Regions from separate parts of the Sus scrofa genome. Here region 1 is linked to region 2. A link is a contact called in public HiChIP or PLAC-seq data. All regions are on one chromosome and are shown on one strand. The core of a region is the stretch at or near the end of the contact, and the rest is flanking DNA. Distances in the headings are between cores, read along the strand shown. Region 1 has its middle 180 kb from the start of NKIRAS1. Region 2 has its middle 170 kb from the start of UBE2E2.

Region 1 (5,582 bases), core at 729-3,228, 700 kb before region 2:
TCATGAAATACGAGAGTTCCTTGCAGAGAGCTGGGAAGTCAAAGAAAAGGGGACCTGATTCCTACTTTTTTTTTTTTTTTGGTCTTTTTTTTTTGCTATTTCTTGGGCCGCTCCCTCGGCATATGGAGGTTCCCAGGCTAGGGGTCTAATCGGAGCTGTAGCTACTGGCCTACGCCAGAGCCACAGCAACGTGGGATCCGAGCCGCATCTGCAACCTACACCACAGCTCACGGCAACGCCGGATCATTAACCCACTGAGCAAGGGCAGGGACCGAACCTGCAACCTCATGGTTCCTAGTCGGATTTGTTAACCACTGCGCCACGACGGGAACTCCCTGATTCCTACTTTTAAGTGATCTTCTTCTTCAGCTCACCTCTCTGCCTGCTATTTGCTATTTCCACTGAATCCTACGTGTAACTTGGGGGCTGGGAGGGCTGGCCTCTGAATAAGTCGGGGCACACAGTGGAAGGAGGCGCAGGATCCAGAATCCTGAATCCAAGAGTGAATGGCTCCCAGCGTCCCACCCCCTCAGTCTCTCACCCTGGTCCAGGAGTGAGAGGTGTGTCCCGGGGGGCACTGAGTGTGGTCCTGAGAGAGCTGAGTCCCCTGGGGCTGGACAACCCAGGACAGTTGACTCAACCACACTCCGGTGAACAGAGAAAATCGGGCCACCAGGTCAATTGTGTGGGACCCAGGGGATTGATCAGAGACATTTTGATGGTGGCAGGTTGCCAAGAGAACAGGCTGGTCTGGGGACAGAAGAGGAAGGTGACGTTGTTTTTGGAAGTGTCCTACTCTTAGTTCAGAAAGCCCATCAGCTGAAAGGGGATGGCAGAATAAACAGCTGAGTCATCAGGGAAGAGGGGATGGAAAGAATGACCATGGGAAGTGGGGAAAGACAGTGGGCAATACCAGGCTTGTCCATGCACACAAGACACAGGGTCTAATGAAATTCTTTGTGTGACTTCACTACCCGGCACCTCCACAGCTTAGAGGATTCAGAAGAGAGCACTGTGCATGGATGTTTTTAGATAACCTCAAAGTCTGACTTTTATAAATGAGAATTTAGCACTTTGCCTTTGCAAAGCAATTAATAGTGTACGTGTTAGTTAATATCCCATTTTTGGTTCAAGAGCAATATTTTGTTACTTAAAAATTAATAGCAGTGTCACAAAGGGCTTATAAAAAGAGATGGATTACTCCAATAGGGCAATTCCATATAATGCTACGTTTTTATTTGCCATTACTTTAATTACTTAGATATTATTTTATGTGTTTTCATTATTTTAAAGTGCCTTGGGAGTATGAAAGATGTCTTACAGATAATGTATTCTGTTTTAGCCAGAACAGCCTAATCATAAGTAGCTGTAGATTAATGCATTTATCACTTAAAATTTCTTTTTAATGTTCTGTAAGCAAGTGGAATTGATGTCTCAGGAAAGACGGATACCTCTTAAGCCATGGAATTCTTCCTCAGAGAATACCTCTTCGTTAGATTAGGAATAGTCCCAGGAAAGGAAAAAAATAAAATAAAATAAATCAAACAATCAGTAGAAAGAGCTGTACAGAAACGTGACAAACGTTAGTTAAGCGCCTGCGCTGAGAAAATAGTGCGCAGGCTTCGGACACGGAATATCTGTTCTAAACTCAAGTGGGTCTTAAAACTCCACGTGCACAAATTCATCTCCATTTCCTCCTAGGTGAGCTGAGGTGACCTGTTTTTCTGCAGAGGTGGCCTGTGTGGTTTTCCTTCGGCGGGCAAACCCCAGAGATAAACGTGACTCACGGTCACGATCCCTCCACGAGGGTTTTTAAAAATAACCCAGAGCCGCTATTTTTAGCAAACCTGCCAGGCTGCAGGGCGGCGGGCTCCCCCTTCCACAGAAAGTAATTACCAATCTCTGATCCCTCAGGACAGGGAGATCACTAAAGTCCCCGATGCGGTAACAAACAAAAAAAGTAGGCTGTCCTCACCGTGGACCCAGCTCCGGAAACAAAGCCGGCCACCCACTCACCCCGCCGCCCCGCCCGCCCTGCAAGAGGCAGCTGACTCCAAAAGGATCAAATCCATCAGAGAAAAGCAAATAGGTCGAAACTTCTAAGAGGTGTTCTAAATAAGGGGGTCTGAAGCAAAACGTTCAAAAGCAGCTGCATCCTTTCTTTTCAAACAGGAGTTTCCCCCCTGACTTGAGCTCATTTGTTATTCAATTTCACTTCCCAGTCGGTGCTAAAGGTTTGAAAGCTTTTGGCAGGTTTCAGTGGAATAATTTAAGCGCTCTCATAGAAAAGACCAGAAGGGCAAATTATACAAATTCATTCTGAGTCAAACACAGTTTTACAAAATAAGAGAGTCTGTGGTTTGAGAGGAGAGCGTACTGACCAGTGGGCGGGCGTTTCGCAGGATGTCCTTTCCACAAAGACTTTTGGTCCAGTCGACAAACACCCTGGGCCGGACCATGTGCCCTGGCCGGACCTTAATCTCACACTTCGTATCAACTGAGTCATCCTCTCGACTGCGCATTTACCAATTTTCAGCAAAGTTCCTCCAGGCGTTACAGAGGCTACCCTTTTGGCAATGTTCTCTGGCTTGATACTTTGAAAATGATCCTAAGCCAGGTTACTACTTGGGAACGTTAATCCGTCTTCCCTAAACGGGACTCCTGATGACTACTTGTTTTTCTTATTGCATTTCACCCGTTTATTTTCTCTTTCCTTTTTTTTTTTTTTTCCTTTTTTTTTTTTTTTTTCTTTTTGGTCTGGCCTGTGACATGTGGAATTTCCCAGGCCAGGGATTGGACCCACACCGCAGCAGTGACCTGACCCCCATCAGTGACAATGCCAGATCCTTAAACTGCTAGGCTATCAGGGAACTCCCAGTTTTCTCTTTGTTTCTGATTGCTTCTCTATGCTGTTGTTTTTAGTTTTTGTTGTTTTGTAGAGAGTACATTCTCTACCAAGCCTTTCAAACAGGGTCTGTGAATGGTACATTTTCTGAGTTCTTACCCGTCTGAATGCTTATATTTGTTTCTCTTGGGAATGATAATTTCATTTGAAGTCTATATTCACAAGCTTTTTCTTTTTCTTTCTTTTTTTTTAGGGCCCTGTGGCATATGGAGGTTCCCAGGCTAGGGATTGAATCAGAGCTGCAGCTGCCAGCTTATGCCACAGCCACAGCAATGTGGGATCCAAGCCATGTCTGTGACCTATACCACAGCTCGTAGCAAAACCAGATCTTCAATCCTTAGAGCGAGGCCAGGGGTTGAACCTGGAGCTTCATTGGTGCCAGTCGTACTCTCAACCTGCTGAGCCACAACAGGAATTCCCACAAGCTTTTTCTGACAGAATTTTATTTTATTCTTAATTTTTTTGGCTGTGCCTGCAGTATGTGGAAGTTCCTGGGCCAGGGATCGAACCCAAGACACAGTAGCTGGTTGTCACAAGGTAGTGACAACACTGGATCCTTAACCTGCTGAGCCACTAGGGAACTCCTCCATCAGAATTTGAAAGATGTAACTTCACCATCTTCTCCCAGAAATATGAAATAGCTCTTTAATTTTTTCCCTGTGTACAATCTGCTTTTCCCTCAGGAAGACTGAGGACTCTCTCCTTGTCCTTGGTGTTCTGACATCTCATCTTTGTGTCACCACTATGTATGTGGCCTCTTTGATTTCTCCTGCTTTGGTCTTTTGGGTACTTTTGTTCAGAGGACTCATGTATTTCATTAACTTTTTGGAAATGTTTCTTTTTTTTTCATACTTTTTTTTAAATTTATTTTTTATTGGAGTATAGTTGATTTACAGTGCTGAGTCAAATTCTTCTGTACAGCACAGTAATCCGGTTTTATATATTTATATACACACATTCTCTTTCTCTTACCTTCTTTCATTCTTATTTTCTATCATGGTCTATCCCAAGAGATTGGGTGTAGTTCCCTGTGCTAAACGGTAGGACTCCATTGCTTATCTGTTCTGAATGTAATAGTTTGCATCTACTAACCCCAAACTCCCCATCTGTCACTCTTCTTTACCCCTTGCCCGTGGCAACCTCAAGTGCGTTCTCAATGTCTGTGGGTCTGTTTCTGTTTTGTAGATAGGTTCGTTTGCGCCGTGTTTTAGATTCCTCTTCTATTTTCTTTTGAAATATTTTATCCCACTTATCCACTTTGTTCTCCATTATGAAAATGTTTTGGCTAGATGTGGGAACTTATGAAATGATTTCCCATGTTCCTGACTTTTTTTTCATACTTTTCATGTCTTTTCAGGGAATTCCTTAGCTCAGTCTTCCATCTGACTAATTAGTTCCTCAGCTGTGCTCATTCTGCTATTTTTCTCATCTACTTTTTTTAAACTGCAGCCATCAAAGCTTAATTTTAAGACCTCCATTTGACTCACCAGATGTAACATCCGCTTCTACGTCCATGAGGATATTGATCAAATGTATTCTTTTTCGGGGGGTGGGGAAAGACTGCTGCCACGGCATGCAGGAGTTCCCAGGCCAGGAACTGACTCCAAGCCACAGCAGCAACAAATCCAGATCCTTAACCCACTGAGCCACCAGGTAACTCTCTGATCAAATGTATTCTTTTTTTTTTTTTTTTTTTTTGTCTTTTTGTCTTTAGTTGTTGTTGTTCTTGTTGTTGCTATTTCTTGGGCCGCTCCCGCGGCATATGGAGGTTCCCAGGCTAGGGGTCCAATCGGAGCTGTAGCCACCGGCCTACGCCAGAGCCACAGCAACGCGGGATCCGAGCCGCCTCTGCAACCTACACCACAGCTCACGGCAACGCTGGATCGTTAACCCACTGAGCAAGGGCAGGGACCGAACCCGCAACCTCATGGTTCCTAGTCGGATTCGTTAACCACTGCGCCACGACGGGAACTCCTCAAATGTATTCTTGAGTCACCTTCTGTCTTTTTCAGTTTACTTTCTCAGAGATTTTCCTGTTAGCTGTTAATTTTTCTGTCTCCTTCCATGGGGCTGGTTTTTGTGTGGTTACTATTGTGAGCAACATATATGGACATGTATTTTTCAGATGTTTTTCCCTTACAGGTTTTTCCAAGATATATAGCTCCCTGTGCTATAAGGTAGGTCCTTGTTGTTTATCTACTTTATATATAGTAGTGTGTATATGTTATTTAATTTTTTTTTAAGTTTAGCTATAAAAAAAAAAGTTACTGGAGTTCCTATTGTGACTCAGTAGGTTAAGAACCTGACTGTTATCCATGAGGATGTGGGTTTGATCCCTAGCCTTGCTCAGTGAGTTAAAGATCTGGCATTGCCACAAGTTGCGGCATAGGTCGTGGATGTGGCTGGGGTCTGGTGTTGCTATTGCTGTGGTTGTGGTTTAGGCTGGCAGCTGCAGCTCCTATTCGACCCCTAGCCTGGGTGCAGGTGCAGGTGTAGCCCTAAAAAACAAACAAGCAAACAAAAACAAGGGCAACTAGAAATACAGTATATTATGAGAGGTTAATTAATAGATGCCAATTTCCCCTAGAGCAGAGATCACCAATTAGCTATTCTCTAAATGCTAAGAGATTTTTCATAAAACCCCACATGCCTGGCTTCTCCCAAAACATATTTTAGT
Region 2 (5,464 bases), core at 2,831-5,330:
TCCTATTGGCCACTTATCTGCCTCCTTGAGTGTAAGCATTGTGCCAACAGGCTTCTGCATGGCTTTTCTCTGCTGCACAGGTGCTCTTCTTTAGGGCAGAACATTCTCAGCTCCCCACTCTTCTAGTGACACCAGTGATTCTACATCTGATCTAAAGAGCGGTATTCTCGACAAGGCTGGGCCAGCAATGGCTTGTTCTTTCAAGGTCTAGAGTGCACACAAGTAGTGTGTTGTATCCAGGGTAAGACAGTGGGCGGAGAGTCAGTCTTGACAGGTGTGTGGCACAGTCAGGGATTCCAGAGTGACCAGTGTATCAGTGGAAGATTTGGCTCCTCAAATTATGTGTCATTGATGTGACAAGAGTGTGTGCACTACATTTCATGGCAATCCCCGGATCCTGCTTCCAACCGGGTCTTCCCATCTCCTGCTCAGCTGTATAGAGATTTGGAGGCTACCACCGCTGCTGAGGGTGGTCAGTGCATTTGGCAGTTCACAGATCCCAGCATGTCCACATTTGGAATGGGCTCATTCTGTCCAGAGTGGATGGTGTGTCTGAAGTGGTTGGTTTGTTGGGTGTAATTAATCTGTTAGAGCTTCAGGGTGTCCATGGAAGTCCATTTGTCCAGGCCAACAGGGTCTGCACTGTTGGCATCTTCCTGGCATTTCCTAGATGCAATCCAGCATGTTTGGAAGGCAATGTGGTCTGAGGAACCCCGTGGTTGGTCTGGGTACAAGCGTGGGGCTTTTGTATGCCTCTCAGGGACAGGGGTTTCCGCTGCCTCCCAGATGGATCCCTTGACTTAACTGTTCAGTCTCTTAAACAGCTACCTCCTCTTCCAAAGAATGAGTTCCACTCCTGCCCTGTCCTAGATCTAGCCACCCACAGCAGGGCTATCTGACAGGAAGAAAACAGACTGCTTGCAGCTTATCCACACCCTGGCTGGGGCCTGAGGAGACCTGGGCAACAGGATTCCTTTCCCCTTCATCTTCTCCTATTCTCTGACTCTCTCCTAGCCCTGCCAGGGATCAAGGGAGTCCTCATCAGTGGCCTCAGCATACCTTTCTCTTAGCTCCTGGCATTGTTCATGGATTTACTCTTATTCATTGATTTGTTTACTTCTTAGTTCATGCATTCATTCAGCAAACACTTCTGATTTATTATTTAACATCTACTGTGTTCCAGGCATTACTATGGGTGTGGGCTGGAGCAGTTTATGAGACAGACAAGATCCTTATTCTCTTGGTGCTTATTTGCCAGTGGAGGAAACAGACTAAATCAGCAAATAAATGTCTCTATTAGATAATGATAAATGCTATGATGGAAATAAAATCAGGGCATATCCTTTTGACTGTGGTGGGGTGGGGGCATTGAGAGGGTGTAGTTGTTTGCTTTGGCACATAAGAATGTAAATTATTAAAATACCCCAGTAAGTGTGGTGGGGGCATGACAGTCTCTTGGCATCCACTTACTCCTTGTTCTTTCCTAAATAAACCACTTCCCAAGAGGTTGTATGTCTCAGTGAAGGCTGAGTGACCCGGCTCCAGCACTTGGCCCTGATTAATATCACTCAGTCATGGTAGCACCACCCCCTTACCAGTAATTGGTCCAAAAATCTGGGTATAATGTGATCATCATGTGGGGTTTTCCTGTCCTTAGGGTTTGGTTCAGAAGGCTTGTGATCCAGCCTGAAGCAGTGAGATGGGCAGGGGAGTTTTCCAGAAATGTCTGGGAAGTTTTCTACCCTTAATGGGAAGGTATAGGTTTCCTGGTGGCTCAGTGGGTTAAGGATCTAGCATTGTCATTGCTGTGGATTCTTGGCCCAGGAACTTAAGCATGCTGTGAGCGTGGCCGAAAAATAGGAAGAGATGGTCTGTCTCTCTTCTTAGAGGAGAACAAGGAAGCAAGAACACGTGGGCGTTCCTAGGAACTGGTCTGTGGTCATGAAGGAATGACACTTAGAGCTGAGTGTGGGGAAGGAGGCCATCTGGGTCTGGAGGATGTGAGTGACCCCTAAGCCAACCCACGTTGAATGTTTCCCCTCGAGGCCTTGTTATTCGTTTCTCTGCAGTCACAGCTTCTGTTCATGCACAGAGCCAGGCAGAAGGTCCCCTGCAGCCCTCAGCATGATGGAGGGTGATAGCTGACAACCTCCTCAGCTCCCTCGTCTCCACTGAGACCGCTCTGAGCATCCTATGTTCTCCAAGCAGGGAGGGTTTCCACTGAGCAGCGGAGGACATTAGGAAGCCACCCATGAGAAGAGTGTTTACAACTGAGGCAAAGCTCCTACTGTGGGATTTGTTCTGGCACATTTGACAATCAGAAAAAGGAGGCTGAGCGTGGCAGGGCCCTGGTTAGCAGATGGCAGCGGTTCTAGAATCAGGGAATCTGGCTAAGTCCTTTTCTTGTTGCTGGCAGTTTGGTCTTGAGCAAGTTCTTTAACACTTTTGAGTATCAGTTTCCTCATCTTTGAAATGGGCTTAATAATAGCACCCCGCCCTGTGACAGGCCTGCAAGGAGAATCAAATGAGCTGGTAAGTGGGAAATGCTGATGATGGCCCCTGGCCCAGAGGAGTTACTCTCTGATCTAGATTAGATTCGCTTACACTTGTTCAATTTGCCATGAATTTTACATCTTCTCAGGGTCATTGTCAGAATGAGCAGAATAAAATCACCCAGCTGAACCTTGGGACACTGAGAGCAAATCACCATGGGCAAACCCCAAGAACCACCACTAATAGTTCTTTACAGAGAGATAATCTGGATCCGTTTAGAGTTCTGGATGCCCCAGAATTCATCTCCTTGCCAGGAAATCTGGAAGCAGACCTTCAAAGATTGCACAGTGTAAGATAAAGTGCATCATCTGTGTGAGAACACATCGCTTTTCCTGTAGCTGAGTCTGCTGCAAACTATCAAAAGATAATCTGTCCAAAATCCAGAAAGATTGTGGCCTGCAATAAATGCTTTGGCCAATTTGTCCATCAAATGAAATGAAAAACCCACTACAGACATGTTATTGGGAGAAGCTGCAAGGCCTGATAGGCTTTCCTTGGAACACATAAGATTAATTACCAACGGGCCTTGTCACATGTATTGTGAGCTGCTTTGAAAGCTTCCTCTGGACCCTGCACTCTGAAGCATATTCCTACTCCATTACATCCAAAAAGAGTCTGAACTTGCCCTGACGTGCAGGTCATCAAACATACTGCCTCTTTGGGTCATCTTCAGCTTCCAAGGAAGCTACTGCAAAATCGCTGATGTTAATTGCACCGATGACTGTGCCGTGAGTCCAGAGCTTGCCCCCCAAGAGAGCAATTCCATCCAGAATGCTTTTAGCAGAGTGCTATCGAGACACTGGATTTAATAACGTGTATTCGTTTACAGCAACAAAGACCAAGAAAATGTGTTTCGACTTACCTGTCAGTAGTGATATTTCCGCTAGAGCTCCCTGTCAGAGAAGCCTAATAAAAAGATAGAAAAGGCACAACCTTGTAAATCAACTATACTTCAATAAAATTGAAAAAATAGAAACAGCTAAGTAATATTTATCTAGGGCAAGTAATATTTTTCTGACCTCTAGTAAGCTCTTAAAGTAATCAAACCTCTCCACATTTAGTCAAAAGCTATTTCATGACCATTTCTGTCTTCCATCATATACTAATTTTCTGTAATTATGTGCCATTAAAAATGAAATGAGGAGATAAAGAAAGATTCAACTCCTAGCTCTGGCACTTATTCATTCTTTGACCTTATTAATAATAATAGTAATAATGACAGTTAATATTTATGACAGCTTCCTAGGTCCAAAGCTTTATGCTTAGCACTTAACTTATAGCCATCTCATTTCATATTTGTGAAAAGGCTTTGGGAGGCAAATGTATTATCATTATGTTCTTTTTATAGCTGAGAAATAGAGACTTTAAAAGGCTGAGACACTTGTCCAGGGTCACACTCTTAGTAGATGACTAGGTTGCATTTACAACTGGGGCTGCCTGGCCTGGAGGATCATATAGTATATTCTGCCTCTGGGGCCTAATTTCCTCATCTCTATTTGTCTTGCTCTCCTAGGCAACTGGGGAGGCCAGAGCTTGGCCCAGACTGAGTTTGCAGACTAGGCGTGGGAGGGAGCAGGGCTGGCTCCCAGCTTCACTGCTGAGGGCATGGAGCAGAGTGAGCCAGGAGCCAGGGCTGCAACCATGGGGTGGGGGGTGGGGAGGCAGGGCAGGAAGCAGAGGGATGTCTGAAGTGCCCAATTCCAGTCTGGTGACCCAAAGTGGACGGAGGGTCAGCAGCAGAGATGCTGTAAGACTGAGCAAGCGTGATTGGGAGGCAGCCTGGAGAGCTTGCCAGGGTCAGGGAGACTGAAGCAATGGGAATTTATTACAGGGTGTCTAAGGTGGAGGGGGCTGCTGGGGTAGCGCTGCACTAGGTACCCACCATACTCCTGCCTCCTGTGCAACAGAGTCCATCATGACCTCTCTCTTAACGCATCTCCTGAAGGGTCATGAAATAGCCTCTGTGCCAGCACTTTGCACACTCTAAAGTAAGGATTCTTGTTACAAAGTGTTGACTGTGCCTGTGCACACCAGATAATGCCATTTGCAGCAATATGCGTGGACTTAGAGATTATCAATCTAAGTAAAGAAAGTCAGACTCTTGTCTATGGAATGGGTGGTCAACAGGGACCAGCTGTATAGCACAGGGAGCTCTACTCAATATTCTGTGATAGCCTATATGGGAAAGGAATCTGAAAAAGAATCGATACATGTATATGTATAACTGAATCACTTTGCTGTACACCTGAATCTAACACAACGTTGTAAATCAACTATGCTCCAAAAAATTTTTTTTAAAAAAGATAAGTATGTGCATTTAGACTAGGAGTAAAGTAGGAAGATAGTTTGGTTTTTTGGTTTTTTTTTTTTTTTACATAAAATTTATCAGGGTATAGTTGACACACAATGTTGTGTTAGTTTCAGGTGTACAATGAAACTTCCATTCTTTTTGGAAGATTGTTTTGACAAAGAGAGCAAGAATTTTCCAGTTTTATCATTGTTCTGAGGGAGAATATTTAAGTGAACCCAGAGAAGGACCAACACCATTGTAAATTAACACCCTAATGTGATGGTTTCTAGGTGATAACACATGGTGTGTTGACGAATTGGATCCAGGATTTAATGGATTTTGTTCTGCGGCTGCAGCTCAGGATCATTTGCTGCAAAGGGAATCTCCAGGGCTTGTGGGTACTCTGACTATCCTGAGCTGAGGGGCAGCCCGCAGCAGTGGGGAGGCTGGGGGTGGGGAGCTGCACTCAGAGGCAGGTGAGGAGACCTTGGAAGAATTTAATGCCCTTGACCTGTCGGGCGCAGGCTGGAGATGGACCGGGTGGGCCAGGAGAGGTGTAGAAGACGCGGCTGGGTTTCTTTTCCACCCTGCAGTCCCCAGAGCTGGAGTGAGCAGTGCTGG

What was found. HiChIP or PLAC-seq counts read pairs in DNA pulled down with a chosen protein or histone mark.
Region 1: a contact with region 2 is called in an H3K27ac HiChIP or PLAC-seq map of alveolar macrophages. The contact joins two enhancer-like sites. A contact is called at or near these places in 2 of 2 datasets of contacts at active chromatin or transcription factors (alveolar macrophages and skeletal muscle).

Annotation. Positions count from the first base shown.
Region 1 is chr13:10,531,002-10,536,583 of Sscrofa11.1, reverse strand. No RefSeq gene overlaps it. Among named protein-coding and RNA genes, the nearest start is that of NKIRAS1, 180 kb to the left of the region's middle. Within about 2 kb of position 1,978, at least 33 of the 83 cell types and tissues checked have an H3K27ac peak or open chromatin away from gene starts, as enhancers often do. A contact at or near this core is called in alveolar macrophages, where this site is marked.
Region 2 is chr13:9,828,742-9,834,205 of Sscrofa11.1, reverse strand. No RefSeq gene overlaps it. Among named protein-coding and RNA genes, the nearest start is that of UBE2E2, 170 kb to the left of the region's middle. Within about 2 kb of position 4,080, at least 8 of the 83 cell types and tissues checked have an H3K27ac peak or open chromatin away from gene starts, as enhancers often do. A contact at or near this core is called in alveolar macrophages, where this site is marked.